Regions from separate parts of the Drosophila melanogaster genome. Here region 2 is linked to region 1. Evidence: chromatin contacts called from public Hi-C data. All regions are on one chromosome and are shown on one strand. The core of a region is the stretch at or near the end of the contact, and the rest is flanking DNA. Distances in the headings are between cores, read along the strand shown.

Region 1 (6,496 bases), core at 1,508-4,007:
GATCGGTTTTTGGTCTCAAAACCCCCGCACACTCCCCTCAGTCCTACTGCCGCCTAGACTGCACTCTTTCAGTGGAAAATCTACAAGTCATGGTACCATTCAATTTCACCGCCAGCACCTTTGGCCGCATTTCGGGACTTGCAGTGGATTTGCACTGCCGGGAGTGCTTCCAAATGGGTTCATTATGCATTATATGCTTCGCTTTTGCCGGCTGAAATGCACTTTAAATATATTTTCCATACATTTAGGCAACAACAACAAACGCCAGCGAACTGGAAAACCGACATTGTTTGCCGGCTTTTTTGGTGGGTAGCTATAGGGAAACACTTGACCAATTTCACTGCACACACTTCACCAATAAGACATTCGCTTAGTTTCCACCCTAAATGCACTTTTTAATTTTTTATCAACAATTTACTTACAATTTTGTCATTTGGCATTGTAATTTTGTCTCTGTCTCTGTCGCACAGCTGTGGGGATGGCGATAGTCTGCCCAGAGGTGGAGAAAAATCGATTACTCCCGGATATCGATGTCTCTATGATCGGTTTCTTGTCAATTTAAAGCGATTGTTAACCAATCCCAATTAATCGAAAGGTGAGGCGGGCTATTTTAAAAAAGGGAAATTATCTATTAGCTTCAGGTAGACTTTGTGCACATTTATTAATATAGCGGCGTGTTATTCTACAATTAGACAACAATAAACCAATCGCATTCTAGTGGAAGACAGCGTATGAAAGCAGTGGGGGTGATCCCTCCATCGGACTTCAGTCGTACTTGAGGTTGCCCATGCAAATGTACTTGATGTCCACATAGTCGTCGATACCGTGTTTGGAACCCTCCCGTCCGACACCGGACTCCTTGACGCCACCAAACGGAGCCTCTGCTGCGGAGATGATGCCTTCGTTGACGCCGACCATGCCAACCTCCAGTCGCTTGGCCACCCGGAACACCTGCTGCAGATTCTCGCTGTAGAAGTAACCGGCCAGGCCTCTCCTGGTGTCGTTTGCCTTCTTTACCGCTTCTTCTTCGTCTCGGAACCGTATGATGGAGACCACTGGACCAAAGACCTCCTCCGAGTAGAGTTGCGCCGAGGGTGGCACATCTGTGACAATTGTGGGTGCGTAGAAAAGGGATCCCTTGTCGGGCAACGGCTGTCCGCCCAGAATAATGTTCGCCTTCTTCGACCTGGCGTCCTCCACAAAGCCACTGACTTTGTTGAACTGCATCTCGTTGATCAGTGGTCCGATTTGCACATCGCAACCCTGACCATCTCCGATCTTCAAAGCTTCCACGCGTTTTTTCAGCTGCCCAACAAACTTATCGTAGACGCTGTCCTGGACAAAGAATCTATTGGCGGAGACGCAGGTCTGTCCGCAATTCCTAAACTTCGAGGCCATGGCGCCATCCACTGCTTTTTCAATGTCCGCCGAATCGAAGACAATGAACGGAGCATTGCCGCCGAGCTCGAGACAAATCCTTTTGATGCCATCAGCAGAGTTCCGGAACAGCAGTTTGCCCACCTCAGTGGAGCCCGTGAAGGATATACCCCTAACATCGGGACTCTTGCAGAAGAGATCGCCAATGGGAGCCGCTTTGTTTGTGGTGACCACATTTATCACACCCTTTGGAATGCCAGCGTCCACTGCCAATTTGGCCACAGCCAGGGCAGTAAGAGGAGTGTCTTCTGAAGGTTTCACCACGACCGTACATCCTGCGGCCAGGGCGGCTCCTGCTTTCCTCGTAATCATAGCCATCGGGAAGTTCCAGGGCGTAATCAGCGCCGCCACCCCAATGGGCTGCTTCATTACTATGATTTCGCGATTGGGCGATGCACTGGGCACAATTTCGCCGTAGATGCGACGGGCCTCCTCTGCAAACCACTCGACGAAGGCGTTTCCGTAGGCCACCTCCCCCTTCGACTCGTTGATCGGCTTGCCCGACTCGGCCGTCATTATCTCGGCTATCTCCTGCGAGTGCTGCTCGATCAGTTTGTGCCACTTCTGCAAGACGAGATTAGATTAGATAAGCAGAAGTAACTTGGAGACCAGAGGAAGAAATAATGACAATGACCTACAGTCGAACTTTCCAACTCTATAGTCCCATCATATTATATGATGGTCTTTATCTGTGGGGTCAACAATCAGCACCCCTGATAACGAGTGATCCCGGCACTCACCTTGAGCAGGTTGGACCGATCCTTGGCGGTCAGGGATCGCCACTCCTTGGACTCGTACGCCTGCTTAGCGGCGTCTATGGCCTTCTGGGCATCCGCCACCGTCATGTTGGGCACTTTGCCGATGACAGCACCATTGGCAGGATTCCGCACCTCGAAGGTCGCCTTTGCATTGCTGGAATCCACCCAGGCGCCATCCACCAGGGCCTTATCCTGCACCAGTGCCGAGAATCCTCGCATTCTGCAGAGGCTTAGGCTGCTTCCTGTTCGTGCGACTCCGCTGAGCTGTCGCCACATTCTGCCGGCTGCTAGAAATAAACAAACTAATTGCAATTAACAATTGGCTACTAATCGATTATTAACCGGTATGTGAGTTCGCTTGCTTTATCACCTTTTTATCACCTGCGGGGGGTTAGAGGCGTTTCTCTTATCTGCGACGTTATCGGGAAGACTCTCTGCTGTCCACAGCTGCAGTTCTAGCTTCTATTGGGCGCTTTGATTGGATTTAATTGATTTTAATTTTTTACGCTCCGAACCAGCAGAGCCTTAGAAACTGCCAACTCGTTTTTTTACTATCAACAGCAGATGTTCGCGCTCTTAGGAGCTGCCAACTGGCAGTCGCGAGTGAACCGCGAAAAATGTACCATTTGAAAAAAAAGAACTGCTTGATAACATTTACTTTTTAATTTACTCGCAGCGGATATTAAAAACATATTTTCAGCTTTTAAAAATATAAAATATTTAATAGAAGTACATCCATAACGCAAAAAATAAGAACCTAAATATCATATATTGATTTGCCATAAATATTTCGCCTGCTGTTATCGAATGACTTCGAGCTATCGATCTTCAGTTATGCAGCAATCACCTTCTGTCAGGCAACTGGGCGGCAGCCGTTTGACTTTCAAAAAGAAAAAGGGAACGACAAAAAAAAGAAAGTCCATTCCAAGTAAACTTCCTGATTCCCATTTTTAGTCGTTGCTTTTCAGCGATTTTAAGGCAGCGCCACTTGTCCCAGCAATCTCCGGACAATCGGTGCCTTTCGCCCGATCTGCCCGATCTTTTTTGCATGCGCCGCCAACGTGGAGCACTGTGCTCCATTTATTATGACTTTGTAGCCAGGCATCACGACCATAGATTTCACATATGCCGGCAGCGGTTCTGTCAGAAGGTGGGTCTCCTAACCCATCCTAAGCACTTAGAAAAATGTGTGCACTTAGGGCTTAAATTTGTAAAAATTAGACCGATATTCAGACAACTATCAGTTCTTTGTAACCACATTTTCCATAAAGTTTTAAGGATAAGCCAGAAAATGTTTTGTATAAATATTATAATACTAATAATTTTCTACATTTTACTTCAAATAGAAGTTAAGCTCCATTCATCTTTTTCTTAATACTCTTTTTGCTAAGTGCCATTTAGCATTAGACAGCGGTAGGTTCTGCCTACTGGGCTACTGGTCATGGAGCTTCCTCCTCCGGCGCCTCACCTGGTTGGGGCTTCCCTTCGCCCAGGAGCCCGCAATCTGTGTTGCAAATTTTGTCAATAAATTTTGGCTAAGAATGCCAAAACAGGCGGCCGCCACACGGACATCATAACTGTTAAGATAAGATTGTCCAGATGGCGATCGCATCCCCGGACCAGAACTGGAGCTACGGAATGAATTCAATTAGTTGTGATTTAAAACTAATTGAAAATGCGTCTAGCTCGGAAGCAATCGTGAATGCTGCCGGCTCCTGTCGATAGGTGTTTAAGTTATTTGTCTTAAGTGCTGCCGGGAGGTGTGTTTCCATGTCCCATTCCAGACTGATCAAGATCAGGATGCACGGAGAGAAATATTTCATATACTCATGAGTTGATATATCACAAAATCAGTATACCTAGTTAGCATAACATACTATTAGAATCCTTAAGAAGAGCTCTTCGGTCCCGTAACCCCTGTATCTTTTATGTTTTAAGAAGATATGTATGCGTATTTTAAAAAGCTAATCATTGAATAATAAGATAAAAGTATCTGCTTATTAGGTGAACATTTTGTCAGTGTTACCTTTTCAGCGAAGGCTCATCAGGAACCCATCTAATGAAGCAGTCAGTCAGTCAGTCAGTTCGTTGGCACTCGAAACCAATCTAATGTCTACTTAACTGCACAATTTTGACAGTTTTAATGCGCTGCCATGGCCGGCGAATTTATGGGGCCCCTGGTTTTTATAGAATGCAAACAATTGACAGCCCAGAAATAGGCAGCCGTGTGCCTTTTGTGCCGGCTAATTGTAATACGAAATCATAACACGCCATAAAAACGACACAAAGCTGGAAAGATGCGATCGCATCGTATCGTATAGTATAGTATAGGGATCATGGTCTTTGGGACCGGTTCTTCTGTGCTGTTTTCTATGTCTTTCGAGGCGGAGGCCCTGTGGAAGCCCAAGACGCCGCCCTGGCAGCTGGTCAATGGGAACAATGATGTGGCATTGGCCATCTCTTTCGTTGCAAAGATGCTCCGTCTCTTTCCATTTCGGTAGGATTCCAATACACTCTCTAACGCGAGGCAGTCGAGCCATAAATCATGTTTGGAAACACGTTCCTTAACGCGAGAATAAGAATAAAACATCTGTTGTTCGGTTGCTGTCGGTTTGGGATCTGATCTGGTTGCCTGGCAGCTTTCTTGCGAGGACAAAGGACTCGCAAGCTTAGGGCGCAAACTGGTTGCCAATTGTCCTGGCAATGTGGCAATGTGGCAAGATGGCACGAAAACAAAACAGCCGCCGAACAGATAAGTGTCGTGATCGACTCATGCAACAGCAGCAGCTGCTCCTCGGAATCAGCCATCCGAGGATGGGTTACAAATTAACCCATTGAGGACACGGAGGGCGGGTAATATAGTTCCCAAGCCAATAGCCAATATGCTATTCGAGAATTTCATTACTTTGTGCTTAGTTATGCACAAGTATCTCTATATGATAACTAATTGATATAGCATTGCTTCTTTATAAAGGAATACTTAATATCATTGGTATCATATATTTATTTGCCTTGGGGTTGGCAATATAAATGGGGCAGAGCTTAAGCTTTTATAGGGTTAATCTTCGAAAATGGCCGCGGCTTGCAGGATAACAGCTTTTCAGATATATGTGGGCTCTGTCGCTCCTGTTTCCTATCCCTCTGGCCGGTTCGGATTCGGATCCTGGTGGAGATCCTGCTGACTCACCTTGGCACGTGTGCTTAACGATCGCATCTGCAGCTGCTGGCAAGTCAAGTCGCAGGGAAATCGAAGAAGGACGCAGAAGGATAGAGACGGAGCTGAAGACGAGGACGAGGTCGGAGCAGCTGCCAAGATTCCTTAATTTCGAATGTCCCATCCTGAACCTGAACGAGGCGTCCTGAATGCGTCAGCAGATTAGCTCTGTCCGGGTGGAAGCAACACGTGTGCGCTTGTGATTGCGATCCCGGCGCAGGATACCCTCTCCTTTCCCCTATAACGAGCCTATTTCTTCCTTCTTTATTTTATTTTTTTTTTTGTGTATAGAAGGTCCCCGCAGCCTGGCTTAATTATTGTTTACCTTCGCATCAAGGTTACGGCATTATGATTATGCCCTACTTGATTATTATTTCATAATTCCGCCGCCCATTGTGTACCTCTCCACTTTCCCCGGCGTGTCCTGGCATGCACTGGAACTCGATCTCGTTGTCCTTGGGCCGCACAAAACGATCCCTTATCCGTATCCATTGTTGTCCTTCGATGTACGAAAATACGCCTGGCCAACCCCAAAGAATTCACACAACCGATCACCCGAATATTAAAGATTCCGAAATCTAGGCGTATCATAATACCCTTCGAAATGAATTGAAAATTGCTTTCCTAACGAGTGCTTTTGTGAAAATATCTTTCTTCCAGGCGCATCAAATTAAATTGTTATGTGAAAGAAAATTTCGAAAATTTCCCAAGTCAAAAAGTTTTTCATTTCCGATAATTTGATTGATTTCGGCGGGATTATGGTATCCTGCAGAGCAGAGGAGTTGAGTGTTATGTTTCAAACTTGTATTTTGCTAGTGTAAATATATGAAGTTTAGATTAATCCATTTGATTTGTAATTTCAAAACAGCATTGTGCAATAATTTATTATCTAAGGGTATTTTAATTACGAACTTCCTTTCGACCATTCATATTTATCTGCGCATAATCCTTCTGTTCGTCCTTCTGTTGTCTCTGGATAGGAAATATTAAATTGCGCATTCCGTTCGCGTCTCCTTCCCCAAAAGTTGGTAAAGTTCAAATTTGGTACATTTATTGCGACTTACTCATTGCGAAACCTGGATCTCCA
Region 2 (5,980 bases), core at 2,170-4,669, 250 kb after region 1:
TTCATGAATGTGCATGTGTGCAGCTAACGGAAAAACTACTCATGGAAACGTAATACAATGTTGCCCCATTCGAGGGCAGTTTATTGAGTAAGTACATTGTAACCAGAAGCCCTTGTTTGCATAGATTTTACTTATTTTTCCAGGTCAGGTTTTCGGGTATGGATCAGTAACATAATCTTGAATTTGTTCATGTGTTGAATTAAAAAAAAAAATGTTTCTGAAGAAGAGGTTTATTCCTAGAGCTCTTATAAAGTATGTGTATGTATATACTACTTTGGATAAACCTCAATTCCCTTATCCTTTTAGGGAACAAAAGTTGACCTCGTTTTGAATCAGTCCCATTATCCCTGAACGAACTGAATCCACGCCTTGTTTGTAGCTCTGTTTGTTGGAATTTTTACGATTCCCCGAACGTTTTCACACACATATATTTTTACACATCTGACACTATGTCGCGTGTCCAGGACAAACAAACAAAAATCCTGCCGAATGGGCCAATAAATGTACAGAGTCCTTCGTTGACCCAGTTTTCAGAGCCGAGGCGTCGAAAGCGGAAAACGAGAGAGCATTTTACTGCTGCTAAATTGCAAAAAAAAAAATAAAATGGGGCCAAAAGGCAGCTGGGCTTGCATTGCATGTCCAGTCACAGTTTTGTCCCACAATTAACCGCATCGATGGCAAATCGCAGCCAACAGCCATCATGCATCAGCCATAAGCTGAAAATACAAACTGAAAAATGAATGAAGCGCCACTCATGAATAATTGAGTGAAAAATAGCACAGCGAATTAAGTATGTAGATGTGACATGTCACAGCGAATTGAAAATAGATACAGGCCAGCTTCGTTACTTGGAGAAATATTTTTAAATATTATTTTATTCACAGCAAAAGATTACATTTTTTTCAGGAATTTAAGAATTCTGCACTATGGAAGTCTGACTGTGCTGAAATAAATGGTTTTTTTAGTGGGTGGACAGGATAGGATTGTCAGATGGTCGACCGAATATTTGGAAATCTTTCAGTTTTGGTCACTGTCAACTTCAATGACGACAGCGCCGGCCGTTTAGCATTTTAGACGCTTATGGCATAGGCCTCCCCCAGCATCTTGGATGTGGGATATCGGCCCCATTGGAGCGTCAGCGTCCTCAGAGATCGTGGCGTTTGATCACGATGCCCCACGGCGACGATGAAAATGGAAATGTTTGGAAATCGATGCACAGTGGAGAGCGAGATTCAAAACTAATCGGACAGTGGTCATTTTTTGCGAAGTTATATAAAAATACTATTATTAAATTTATTATGGCTTTGTGGGGTAATTGATAACATGCCCTGGCTAAGAATAGCCTCAAAACAATGTATAAAAAGTCTTATATAAAATAATATCTGACGCACTTTCATCCATAAATCGCTCTAAAAATAGTTCAAACGATTAGTGAAACGAACTGCATCACAAACACATCACAATTTCTATCGCTCATTGTTCCTCCACTGAAATCAAACACACCACTGTGCATCCAACAACAACAACGATGAATACTAAAACATCACAGATCAAGGAACATTACACAGAAACCAATTATTGGATATAATCTTATTGGGATCGGTTAATTTTAATTTTTTTTACATGACATATATACAATAAACGAAAAATAATTGAAAGGTATTCGAAAGTTTCCAAACACGAAACTTGGCTAGGCATCAGTATTTTCTTTCTGTGTACAACAACGAAAAACTGAACGGACGCGTAAGTTTGTGTTGTTCCTCGCCCGTATTCGAAAATAGCTTTTGACTAATAAATACTATAGACAGAAATCGAAAAAAGGCAGCAACAATCAACAAACGAACGAAAAAAAAATTAGAAATCAGCCCGCATAAGAATCAAAATTTTAAATTTGTTGCCCAAAGGAAAAGCGAAACTGATTTCGCAAGCCGCGGAAGACAAGAGGAAACCCCAAGAAAAACTCAAGGAAACTCAAAACAAACGCAAACAATCGCTGTGGCAGATAGTAATTGAATGGAAACAATTGAAAGCCTAACGAGGCTATGTTGAAAGTCGAAAATTGCGTAAAACAACAAGCAGATAAGTTGGCCAAAGAAAGTAAAACCCTTTTTTTTGGGGTGAGGAGAGGTCCTTTTTTACCGAATTAAGCCAACCGAAGTTTGTAAAAATATCAACGGCACGTATACGTTATAAAAATAATAAAACAAAAAAAGAGAGACAGGAAGAGACAGAAGCAAAAGAAAAACAACTGAACAAACATGTGGAGGGAAAAGAAAACAGTGGGAGGTGGGAATGGAGATGCTTAAATGTTTATCTGTCTGTGTGTGTGTGTGTCCCCTCCCACAACGGAACTTCTATTGTTTTTATGCGGGAGTACGAGCAGAGCGGTAGGGAGTGCGAGCGGGAGATGGAGAGATACAGTGATGTCGCTTTTAAAAGCCAGTTGAAGTTTTGAAGTTATAAATGGTAGAAAATAATTTAAAGTCAAATAGTTCATAACAAACAAAACCGATTTGTTTAATTTCAAAAAGAAAAACCCTTCTATTAATGTTTTTAATTAACCGCGTACTTGAATATTTATATAATCTTGTCCATTTAATGTTTTTAAGCCCGCTCATTAAAAAAAAAATATTTAAGTTAATATATTATTATATTTATTTTATTATTTATTTATTTATATTTTTTACTTCCTTTTCGATTAAATATTTCAAGCCGTACTTAAATAAGTTTCAACTTATGTTTTGGGCACCTCTGGGATCGAGAGAGTGGAAAGAGGGACTGAAAGAGCGGTAGGACTCCAAAGAGCGTGCGCACGGCTCCTCCCTCCGCCCGCGCGCCAAGCGTGAGAAAGAGGGGCGTAGGGAATACACAACACACACACATTCGCTCACGCAACACCCACACACACGCGCGCGAAAAGGAGGTCCGTGTGTTCCAGTTGTTGTTGTGATGGGAGAGAACCGAATCTCGCATTGTTGTTGTTGCTGCTGCTGCTGGAATCTACATACCCAGAATAAAATGTTTATAAGGACCATCAGATATTTGACGCACGAACAGCAGCCGTTGAGACCCATGGCGCGGATTGATATTCTTAAATAGGTAACTCCTTAAAAAGTAGCTGCAATTTAACTGGTTTTTCAACCACTTGGAGATGCTCTTTTTCCAAGGAACCCCGAACTGCAGTGTCGCCTGCACTTTTCGACCTTTTGCACTTTTTCAAAACACCCGCTCGATTGTACTATATTTTTCAAATTTTTTTAAAATTTCCCGTGCTAAAATCCACCGATTTGAGCCACTGTTTGCGCGATTGGCCGTTGCACCCGATTTGTTTTAAAAATTTTATTTGTGCATCGAGGCGTCCGTCCAACGTAAAATTCTTGTATCAGTGCGACCATTAGCTCGGCCGTTCAAATATACCAGCGGGTATAGAAAGGCTAAAAACCGAAAAGTGGTGACCCTTAGAAGATACCAAAGAAGTGGTTGAATAACTTTGATGAGGCTTAGCATGGCTTGCAACCTGCTTGGATTTGCAGCCTATACGCAAACCAAAGTGGCCTATCGATATTTTGGATAAGTTCTATTGCCAATTTTCCCAATAAAATAAAAACTTCACTTGAATGTTAAAAGTAATTTAGTTTCAGTGTTTACATAATGTTCAAATAACCTTTTGATTGTTATTATGAAAGTTAAAAATTAAAAATTTAGATATTCTAACTAACTATTATCCCCAATGTTTCAGCTATAATCACCATATTTAAAGTAGATTTCATTTTAAAGTATAAATTTGTGGTTGTTTACATTATTTTAACATGTCTATTTAATTATTACTATGAAAGTGGGTAATTGAAAATTAGGATATTCCAGGTTTTTGATTTACTTTGGCTATGATTTTCCCAAAATATTTAAATCTGTAAATGTAAACAGTTTGAAATGTGACCTTAATAGTTCATGCTTTGTTCATTCTTCTGCGAAACGGTCACACTGTTCGCGCAGGCGAAAATGGCCTAAAGCGTGAAATGTTTAATTCGTTGTTGTTTCTCCTCCGCAATAGTTACTAATAGAAACAAATGCAAAATGGCTGTCTAACGTTTAAGTGCAGCGACCGCCGAAGATCGTGGAAATATGCATGAAAAGCGGCTCGCAGGCAAATGAAAGGCGCGTGAAAATGTAGCAGACACCTTTTTATCGCGAAAACGAACATCGGTGCAAAGGGAAAAACAAAAACCAAGGAAAATACAGCCAAACGCGAATGTGAATGTGAAGGCAAAGTAAGCGAAAAGTCCCCCAACTTTTTTGGGGAGTATCGAGTGCACCACATACGTTTTTCAATATATATTTCGATTGCATTGAAATCAGAAACATGACAATTTCCCCCCTTCCCTTATTGCTGTTGTTGTTGTTGTCGGCTTGTTGCAAGTTTGTGTGAGTGTGTCTTGTAATTTTGTTACGCAGTGGAGCGAAGTTGGAGTTTTGTGGAATGGAAATGGAATGAAGTGGAACGAAGTGGAGTGTAACCAAACACGAAATGGAAAAACGAGGAAAAAACCTTAAAGCGCAGCCTAAGCTTTAGTCGTACTGAAAATTTCTCAAGCGCTGCAAGCCAGTCTTTGCCAAAGTAAAGCCCCTACCTCCCCCCCCCTCTTTTTGCATAATAAACGAAAAACGTTGCGCCCACTTTACGCACTTGTTTTTATGCTTTCCGCGTTCAGTGCACTTAAAAACTTAATTGGTTCCCCCGTCGGCGGTGCTAATGTAGCGCATTTCACTGTTTTCAACGTAAATATAATTATATTAGCAAACGTTTACAAGCAAGATTGGATTAGTAATATGTAGTAGCTTGCTAGAAATCCTAATAAAAATGTGAATAATAATATATACGGTTTCATTTAATATTTTGAAAAGTTTTAATAGAAAAAAGTACAGCTTTTCTAAAAGCTACCCTTATATTGTGTTTCTTTCTCACGAAATAAACTACTGTGTAGAAGGTAGCGGTAAATATTTATGTTTAAAGTCCACTCTCTTCTATGTTAGAGGTATACCCCTCGCCCCTTGGCCACTGCGAATGCTGTATCTTCGCCAATTTCACTTTCACATTCGTCGTGGGCAGTTACAGCGAAGCCAATTGCTTGGTACTTCTTTTATTTTGTTTTTGTTCCCCACTTTGGGGCGTTTCAAATTAGAAAGTGTTTGCGTGTGTGTGTGCGCATATGTAAGTTTATGCGTGAGTGATGCGAGCGGCGTTTTCTCAATGATTTTGGCTAATTATGTAGCTCATTTTCGATAACCGCTTTAAACTGTGAAAATTGTGTCAACTTTGGATACTGTAACTTTACACCCGCCACATAATTTCATTTTAATTAGCGCTCGTTAACAGTTTTCCATCTCCCCTCTCCATTTTGTCGCCCTCTTGAAATTGCAATGTGTGGGAAACTTAATTTGTTGCATCTAGGAGGTGAAAGAGGGAGATAGAAACTGTGGGAGACGAGAAAAATTAAATGAACAACACTAATTCAAATGCAAAATGAAATGTACAGACACAGATACAGTTGTGTAACAATTGTTAATTAATTAACAGAAACTTTTAAACTCAATTTTTGAAAGACATGAATATTGAATTCTATATCAGGATTATTTAAAGCACTAAGCAAAGCGTAGTTAAAATGGATTAAACCTGTTTTCAAATATAAAATGAGAAGAAATGTGGGTTATTTGGGCTCAAACAAGTTTTAATTAACCTGTAAAAATACGTGACATTTTGTATATTTCTTGATTTCGGAGCTTTAAAGAATCCCTATAAATTTGGCCATCGCTTCATTTATACATTATTACATACATATGTACATATGTACGAATTTCAATCATTTACATTCCGCACACAAACATGAAAAGAGACACCAATACACATGCACCTACATTTGCCAACAGTCAACATAAATTAGTGCGAGCAACGGCACTTGGCAACATGCAACAATAGCAACAA

What was found. Hi-C and Micro-C count contacts between places; a contact is called where the count stands out from the background.
Region 2: a contact with region 1 is called in a Hi-C map of the Kc167 cell line, with 9 times the contacts expected there. The contact joins the promoter of Tsp96F here to the promoter of Ssadh in region 1. A contact is called at or near these places in 4 of 107 Hi-C or Micro-C datasets (the Kc167 cell line, the S2 cell line and embryo).

What each region holds. Positions count from the first base shown.
Region 1 is chr3R:25,624,167-25,630,662 of dm6, forward strand. Ssadh (Succinic semialdehyde dehydrogenase) reads right to left here and starts at 2,758. Exons shown (of 3, transcript NM_143151.3): 1 at 2,566-2,758; 2 at 2,178-2,497; 3 at 639-2,001. The coding sequence starts at 2,471. The coding sequence ends at 766. Npl4 (Nuclear protein localization 4) reads right to left here and starts at 496. Exons shown (of 8, transcript NM_170231.3): 1 at 423-496. The coding sequence starts at 440.
Region 2 is chr3R:25,878,008-25,883,987 of dm6, forward strand. It overlaps Tsp96F (Tetraspanin 96F), which reads right to left and starts at 3,420. Exons shown (of 5, transcript NM_001276048.2): 1 at 3,009-3,420. The coding sequence starts at 3,074. SppL (Signal peptide peptidase-like) reads left to right here and starts at 3,977. Exons shown (of 7, transcript NM_143180.2): 1 at 3,977-4,268.